Regions from separate parts of the Oryctolagus cuniculus genome. Here region 2 is linked to region 1. Evidence: chromatin contacts called from public Micro-C data. All regions are on one chromosome and are shown on one strand. Each heading gives the region's core, a stretch centred on a gene start, on an enhancer-like site or on the middle of the called end of the contact. The rest is flanking DNA. Distances are from core to core; before and after follow the strand shown. Region 1 holds the start of TSPAN5 (tetraspanin 5). Region 2 overlaps TSPAN5 (tetraspanin 5).

Region 1 (4,555 bases), core at 2,033-4,532:
CTGCCAGAAAATTTTGAAATCCATAGTTTTTTTTTCATAATAAACATTATCTGTGAGCTCTTGAAGACCTCTAGAGTGCCTTTAAAAATTGACATTGTAGTCTGTTCGTACATTGGCGCATACCCTTAATGCTCATTATCCTTAACAGCTGTTAAAACTTTGAGCAACTGATTCATTCATTCCTTAATAAATATTTACCAAGCACCTGGAACATGTGTGGAACACTGGTGATGCTGAGATTACAAAGAGATGAACCACACCCTTGAAGAGTCACAGTGGAGTGGGGGAGACAGGCAGGTAAACAAGTAATTACAGGCAACCTTTTCATACTCACATGGAAGAATGCAGGAGGTGTGTGGGGAACCTAAGACAAGAACAAAAGTGTTGAAGGATAAGTAAGGGGGGGTGCCTCTGCAGACAAGGGGGAGGGAAGGTGTTCCAGGCAGGAGACCAGGAATGATGGGTGCCAAGGTACTGAAATGGGAGCACTGTGATCCAGGTGACTACAAGGTGTTGGATGCAGCCCCTACTCTTTGTTCTGTAACCTGTGGCCAAGCTTCAACATCAGTAATGCTATGACGTACAACTTGCAGTATGTAACTTTTCCCATATTTTGGAGTATTTCTTTGGCTAGCTTCCCAGAAATAGAACTGCTGAGTCAAAATGCAGGGGGCCCTCTGACCTGCTACATACAGCCAAAATGCTTTCCAAATGGCCCGTATCATTTCATGAGGATGCCAGCAATGCCTGGGCAATCCAGTGCTCATTACCTTTGTATCTATACCACTGATACTAGTGGATATGTCTTTATTAGGAGGTTAGATTTCTCCTTGTGTTACTACTTCAATTTCTTAGGTGGTTTTTCTGTTTATACTCAATCATTGAGATTCTTTGGCTACATGAAATGAGAATTCAACTAATTTCCCCCCTCTTCTCCAAATGTGGTGTCTGAACTTTCCCTTCTCTGTTCATTTTTTCTAAAACTTTTTTAAAACATGATTTATTTTATATTGATTTGAAAGAGAGAGGGAGATGAGAGAGAAAGATCTTCCATCTGTTGGTTCACTCCCCACATGTCAGCAATAGCTTGAGCAGGGGAAGGCTGGAGCCAGGAGCTAGGAATTCCATGCCTGCACATGGATGCGGAGGCCCAAGCACTCAGGCCATCACCTGCTGCTCTCCCAGGCACATTAGTAGGGAGCTGGAATGGAAGTGGAAAGCCAGGACTCAAACTCCGATACGGGATGCCTGGCTTTGCAAGCGGCAGACTGTGCCACAACGCCAGCCCCCTTTCAAGACATTTTTTAAGAGCAGTTTTCGGTTCAAAATTGAGAGGAAGACTATATACTGTGTGATTCCTTCTATTTGGCATTTTGGAAAAGACAAAACCATGAAGACAGTAAAACATCAGTAGTTGGTGGGGAGTGACGGATGAAATCAGCAGACCTAAGAGGAATTTTATGGCAGTGAAAATTCTCTGCAGGGTATTTTAATGGTGCGAGCATGCTATAGAATGTGCAACCCCGAGTGACCCCTAATGTCCACAGTGGTTCTCAGGTGATAATGATGTGTCAGTGCTGGCTCGTCAATGCAGTGAATGTACCCTTGTGCTTGAGGATGGGGGAGGGGTTTGGGTGTATGAGCACATGGGTATATGGGATATCTGTTCATTTTTATTTCAAAGATAAATCACATTTAGGAATCAACTGAGTCATCAATTGGATCTAATTTTTAGCTGTTTTCTGAAATGTGTCACATCAACTTAAGACAGACCTTTCCTCTGACTTACCCGTATTCCTGCAGCAACTGTTCTATTTATATACGAAGAATTACAGCACAGCCCGAAAAGGCTTAGGTAAAGCTAGTCCGTGCTTTCTGTAAAGAGGGAAATCCACCAGTGAAAGCCCTTCCTTTTGAAGGCCATCAGGCAGGAGGTAGATGGTCTGCATTTCAGGTGGCTAGGGGGTACTTTTGAGGGAGAGAGGGTTATTGTATCCAAAGCGCTGAAGTCACTGTTAGCCACGGGCATTGCTTGTGTGGTACCCAGCTTGGTGGGTATCCTGTTCATATCTGTGACCTCAATTCAGCCTCTGTCACCTTGAAGGCCAAGAACCATCTCAAAGGGTCGTTGATTGCAGGAAAAAGCAACTTCTTGCCATGCCAATTTCTATGCCAGTGGCTCTTAAACTCAGCCAGGGAACTTCCTAAACAGGAAGATTTCTGTGTCTGGCATCAGGTTGCACAGGGCGGTGCTGGAATTTTTTCCCTCTCCCATCTCTCTTTCCAGCTGTGTGAAGCGTTTAGAAAAAAAAAAAATCCATGGATGTTTACAGTTCTGAGCAGTTTTCCCTCTTCTTTCCAGGGAATATTTGTACCTGCTATGCCAGCACCTCAGACAATGTTCCAGGAGGGTGGTGGGTAATGAAGGGACACACCTGCTCAGCTAACTTCCCGCCACACGCTCCATCACATTTCTCTGGGGCCAACACCTTCATGGTTCGTGACCTATAAACCCAATTCAGATTCCCCACAAGACTGTCCCTGGAACCCCTTCTGGATTCCTTCCCAGAGGCAGGAAGCGGTTAAGTTCCTTGGGCACCATTCTCGGGGGGCGGTTTGTGCTGTTGCAGCAGACCCCGGGAAGAGGCCCCTAATCCTGGGTCAAGGCTCCTTTGGGCCATTTGTCCGTCATCGTCCCCATTTCGGGGTGAATGTCCCGTCTCCTCATGCAGGTGGGCAGGACGGGTTGGAGTCACACAGGGAGCCCTTCTTTCACAAGGCCGGTGATCCCAGATTCTCTCTCCCTTCCCAACAGCCTAACCCCGAGCTCAGCGAAATCCACGACCTCGCTCCTCTGCTGCCCAGTGGCCCAACCTCGCCTCTCGCCACACAGTCCGGGCATACGAGGGGGCGTGAGTGTGGTCACACCCGGAAGGGGTGCAGGCGTCCCTCCATCCAGTGCTGTGTGCAAATGCGGCGGCGACAGGCACTCTCCGCTCATCAATCCCGGCCCCTTCGCCAGGCTGCTTTCCCAATGGGCGCGCTCGCCGGGCGCCCATCCCACCTACCCCGCAGCAGGGCTAGCCGGCCGGGGCGCTCGGAGCTGGCCGGAGAAGGGGCGGGGAGCGGTAGAAGGAGGCGGCGGCTACGTGGTGCCACGGCCGCCCGCCCGGGAGCGCCCCAGCCCGTGCGCGCGCGCGCGCCTCGCCAAGGCTCGGGCGGCGGGCGGCGGGCGGAGCTGCGGGCGGCGCGGGCGGGGCGAGCGGCGGGCGGGGCGAGGGGCGGGAGGGCGCGCGAGCCGCGTCTCCGCCAGCATCTGCCGCGGCCGCTTTTGCCCGAAGCCCGGGGACGGACCTCCGCACCCGACCGCCTGGCGCGCGGACGCAGGCGCTCGCCTTGTGGACGCGGCCAGCCTCGGAAGCCTCGGGCTTGCAGCGCGCGGCTTCTTCGCCTGCTCGACGCGACCCCGGCTCTGGCGGCCTCGGCGCGCGAGCCGCTGGAGGTGCGGGAGCCGCTCTCCTGCTGCCGGTCCCCGCACGGCTGAGCCCGGGCCGCCCGCGCTGCGGCCCCGAGCCCCCGCTCCCTCCCTGCCGGGCCGCTCCGGGGCTCCAAAGTCGGGCAGCCGGGGCAAGTGTCTTCATGAACCCAGAGGATGTCCGGGAAGCACTACAAGGGTCCTGAAGTCAGTTGTTGCATCAAGTACTTCATTTTTGGCTTCAATGTCATATTCTGGGTAAGTTGGAGCGCTCCTGGGATTCCAACTACTGTGGCTGATGGGTTTCGCTGCGATTTCCCCCGAGCTGCTCGCCGCCTTTACTTTTCTCAGCCCTGGGGGCGCTTGCCCGAGCCGGGGACAGGCATTAGCCTTCCGCCTTCCCAGGGTGCGCGTCGGAGAGGGACGCGTTTAATCCTTCCTGGGAATGGGAAGAGGGGAAAAGAAAAAAAAAAAACTGAGCCGGGAAGGGGGCACCCAGGCCGTGGTGGGTGGCTTTTTAAAGAACGATCGCAGGGCTGCAGATGAGAGGAAGGGCTGTGCAGTTTGAGAAATGAGCAGCTACACGAATCGGATTCGCTCCCCGTGGGATACGGATGTCGGGCAGAGCGTGGTGTCATAATGGGGGAGGCTCACCGGGCAGAGCCGGCCCGGGGGTCCACCTTCTCGCTGGGCTCTGATTGGCCGAGGGCTGGGCTCCGTGTTTCCGCGGCTGGTCTGTGCCATGCTCAGCGTGTGTCTCCTTGCACCATCTCGGGCTTTGTGTGGGATGCAGATGCCGTGGTGTGTAGGGCTCTGGACGGTGCACGTAAATAACGCTTCCTGCGCGCTCTTGCCCCTCGGCTGGGAAGCGGTCTTTTGCGTAATGGACTGACCGGCCAGTGGGCTTGCGGGGAGCAGGGACTGATTTCTATATATATCATTGTCGGCATCATAACAAGTCCTCGGCCACAGACGCTTCCTTGGGCTCGCGCCTCACGCCTTCCTTTTTAGAGGAGTGACACGGAGCCGGCCTTTTTTTTTTTTTTTTTTCCTGGAGGTTGGGGGACCTTGGGGAGATGC
Region 2 (3,986 bases), core at 985-3,484, 78 kb after region 1:
GTTGACCCATAAGCAATAATATAAAGCAAAGCTACCCCCGCCCCAGTGTCTGACCAGTGCTGGCTGTGCAGGCGTCCACGCTGTGTTGGCCTTCTCTTATTCCCAGCAGACACCTGCCTGGGGTGAACCTTCTTCCCATGGAGAAAGCACTGAGGACGGAAGTGTTGCAGAATTAACCCAGGATGGGGGGTCAGGGTGTGGAACCTGGGTGTGGATCCTGGGTGTGGATCCTGGGTATGGCGCTCTGTCTTCTAGCTCTCAAGCACTTCCCGATTTCTTTAGTGCTGGGCCTAGCTTCCTCATCTGTAGAGTGTGATAGTAATAACCCAGTTTCCAACCACCTTCCTAGGGTTTTAACTCTTTCCTTTTCCCACAAGGATAAAATGACAGATGGGACATAAAGACCACTTAAGAGATACCCACACCAGAGTGTTTGGGCTCGACACCTAACTTGAGCTTCTTGCAAATACAGACCCTAGAAGGCTTACTGATGGCTCAAGGAATTGGATTCCTGCTACCCACATGGGAGACCTGGATTGAATTCATGGCTTGGGGCTTTGGCCTGGCCTGGCTCTGCTTGGCTGTTGCAAGCATTTAAGGAATGAATCAGTGGATGGGAGCTCCCTTTCTCTGTCTGACTCTCAAATAAATAAATAAAAACAAATTTAAAAGGCAAAAACAAAACACTCTGTAAGCATAAGATGTTATTAAATGTAAACCCAATGGCATTATTTCAACACTCACATTAGAGAAACAGCATTTGAAATCTTCCAGGAGCACACATGATACGAGGAGCTTAAGTTTCCCCTTAGTGAATCTCTTTTAGGACAGATAAATATGCCACAGGGCAAGCTTATCTCTTTGAATATCATAACTGGGTTTTCTTGGGCTTCCTTTTCCCATTGTTTATTCTTATTATCTTTGTCCTTTTCAAGCATTAGGAATGAGGGGAAAACTAAGTTTTATAACAGTGAATGGAAATAAATTGAAGGACCTTTGGGAGGAGAGAAATTATATTAAATGTACTCAGAGCAAGAGACCAGAGAAGAGATTCTTTAAAAAATAGACAATGGTAATTGTAAAGTTTATTTTTCAGAAGTGACAGACAGAAGAGTGGGGTTGGTAACTTTAAAAAAAAAAAATGAAGTTAGCACCCAACACTGCCCTTTCTTTCTTGAGTGAGACATATGGTGGAAACAGATTCTCCGTTGCCCATCGTCTCACTCATGTGACATTGGCACAGTTGGCGCTCTTCAAAGGCTCAGTGATGTCTTGGAAGCCTAGTGCCTTTTTAGTCTGCTTTTTTTTTCATCCCATTGGCTGTGATGAAGTTAATTCCTTTTTAACTTTTCGAGACATACCACTTTTACAACATGGGAAAATGAGCGCTCAAAAGTGTGCCACAGAATATCCAGTTGGAAGAGTAGCCCACAGGGGCTGGTGCAGGCTGGAAGACTGCTGGCTTTGGGTTTTTTGGACCAGCTGAGCATGCAAAAGCAGGGTGGGGAGTGAGGGGGACACCTTTAGGGAGATGCCATAGAGGTAGAAACAGATGGGCTTTAGGGCCTGGGGTCCGGGCACCACGGACTTTGTGGACCTTCCATAGAGCCTGGTTGTGCTGAGGTCCAGAGGCAGAGGGTTACAGTTCCAGACCTGCTGTGCCTTCTCCACCTTCTTTCCCATAGTGCAATACGTGTTTGCTCTTCATGGAGCTGAGAATAAGGCAGAGAGCAGAGGAAAAAACTCATAATTAGGCTTCTTTGGGAGGTAGGAGACAAATTGGTAGCATGGCCATCCAAGAAGACACAATGGGTCTTTGTTTGCAACTAAGAACACTGGAAATCACGGGGCGCAGGGTTCAGTAGCTGTGGGTGTGGGAGCCTCGCTATGCCTGTGCCAAGCTGGGCTCTGATTACTGGGATCGCTGGTACACACCAAATCATCTTCTTTGTCTCCGCCTCTGCCCTTCTAGGACTAGTTTTTTGTTACTGCCGCGTTACTGATTGACTGACTCTTCCCTTCTTTGGCTTCCTCCCCTTTTCTGGAAGGAGGTCTGGGAAGCAGCCGGCGGCCTGTGTGATGGCTGCGCTGCGTGCTGGCCCTGGTCCTGGCTGTCCCAGGACAGCCTTCAAAGCAAAGGCTCTCCCTCAGCCACCCCCACCCCCCACCCTCCGCCCTTGGCGTTGGCTGCTTTGCCTCCCAGCCGCCAGCGCTTTCAGTTCCCTGCCTTTGTCCAAGGGGCAGGACGGGGCACCACCTCCCTGCCTCCCCCTTTCCATTTGGGAGCCAAAGTCCCTCCTCCACGTCGGGAACTGCGAGTTTCTCTTGCGTGCCCCTGGCGCAGTGGGGCCGGTAACTGCTTACTGTGTGAGGAGCTGGCAGAGGTGCGTGTGTGCAACCATTGTTGGGTGTCTGTAAGGGAACTAAAAAAACAAGTGTCTAGAATTAGATTCAGTGCTGTGGGACCCCTTTTCTTTCTCCTTTTAGACTTTCTCGACAGAAGCTGCTTTGCGCTTGATTAACCATAACAAACTCTCTGTGGAATTTTGTGTTTTGGAAACCGCATTGCCAAAGGAGAATCATTATGTCTGTTGTAAAAGCCCCAAATAAATTCCTCCTGGTGTAAATGGGGACGGAAGAGAGGATTTAATCTGTGTTCTTGCCTCTGAGTGAAATACTACTGAGTGATCTCGTTCATCTCCATATTAAATGTGCAAGACCTGTCTGTGCTTTTTTTTTTTTTTAACTTGTTACCTTGGAAACAGTGCCAGGGTTCAGAACTTGTACCAGGGCCTGGAGCAAATCTGCAGGCTGGTTTCTTCACACTGAGAAGGCAGTTAATGGGGAAAGGTTGGATTTCAACACAGAGTCTTCAATGGTTAGGAGAAAAGAGAGAGGAAAGAACAGAAGTCAAAGAGATGGATTCTTCTGGTAGCATTTTCAAAATACTACATTTAAATTAATTGAAAGCAGTTTCACCTGGACTTGAAACGAAACTAATACTACGGCCTCTGAGAATGTCACACTGCTTTTGAGAAGAACTTTCCAGATGCATTTGGCAACTCTGGTGTGGGAAGAGTCGGTTAACCAGCTGACACTGAATTCAAAGCCTACTGTTAGGGAATCTTGACTCTTCTCCCTGCCTTGTGGAGTAGCACTGGTTCTTCCGGATTGCTTGGCAGTGTTTTATTTTCTCAGGCCAACTTTTCAGGAGACTGAGAAACAAGACTTAAAAATAGGATTTAGTCAGCAGCTAGAAAGCAAAACTGGCCCGTCTTCCAACCTGATTGCAGAGCTTATGTGTCCTGGTAGAGCAAGATCTGTACTGATCTTCTACAATGTCTCATTTCACGCTTGAGGAGTGCAGTGAAATAAATTCACCCAGAGAAGGGAAGTAAATCATCCAAGATACACATCTGGGATAGGGCAGGATCTGGACTAGAAATCAGGTTTCTTGACTCCGTGTCTAGTGTTCTCTCAACACCGGACCTGACCCAATAAATCACTTGCTTCGAGTTCTGTCAGAATGAAGTTGGGCCAAAGTGTGAGAACGTTATTCTCAGGACAAACGCTGGTTGCTATGGTTTGGATATTAGTTTGAGTGTCTCCCAAAGAGCCACGCGTTATAGACCTGGTCTCAAAGTCTTATGTTAATAGTAACTAACTAATAGTAACTAAAAAGTTGGAAACTTAATCCAGTTATGGAGTTTAGAGGCAGGGCCTTGTGAAGTGTTTGGATTTTATTAGGTGATTGAGGTGGCGCCCCCTGGTGGCCTCCTGGTAGCTCTGTAAGGGGTGACTGTAGACCGACACATGCTCCGTCTTGCAGCGTGATGCCCTCTGCCATCTTGGAACTCCACCAGCAAGAACACATCACCAGATGCCAAACCAGCAGGGCCACTTGGTCTTGGACTGTCAGCCTCCAAAACCGTAAGTGGAAATAAACCTTCCTTCATAAGTTGTCTTAGGTCTTGTGTTAATGGTGG

The links. Hi-C and Micro-C count contacts between places; a contact is called where the count stands out from the background.
Region 2: a Micro-C map of ear pinna shows a contact between it and region 1, with 2.0 times the contacts expected there. The contact joins the enhancer-like site here to the promoter of TSPAN5 in region 1. A contact is called at or near these places in 3 of 6 Hi-C or Micro-C datasets (ear pinna, psoas muscle and an unstated tissue).

The regions. Positions count from the first base shown.
Region 1 is chr8:66,798,645-66,803,199 of mOryCun1.1, forward strand. It overlaps TSPAN5 (tetraspanin 5), which reads left to right and starts at 3,283. Exons shown (of 8, transcript XM_051820160.2): 1 at 3,283-3,733. The coding sequence starts at 3,653.
Region 2 is chr8:66,877,422-66,881,407 of mOryCun1.1, forward strand. All of the region lies in intron 1 of TSPAN5 (tetraspanin 5), which reads left to right. Among named protein-coding and RNA genes, the nearest start is that of TSPAN5, 77 kb to the left of the region's middle. Within about 2 kb of position 2,235, at least 4 of the 8 cell types and tissues checked have an H3K27ac peak or open chromatin away from gene starts, as enhancers often do. A contact at or near this core is called in ear pinna, where this site is marked.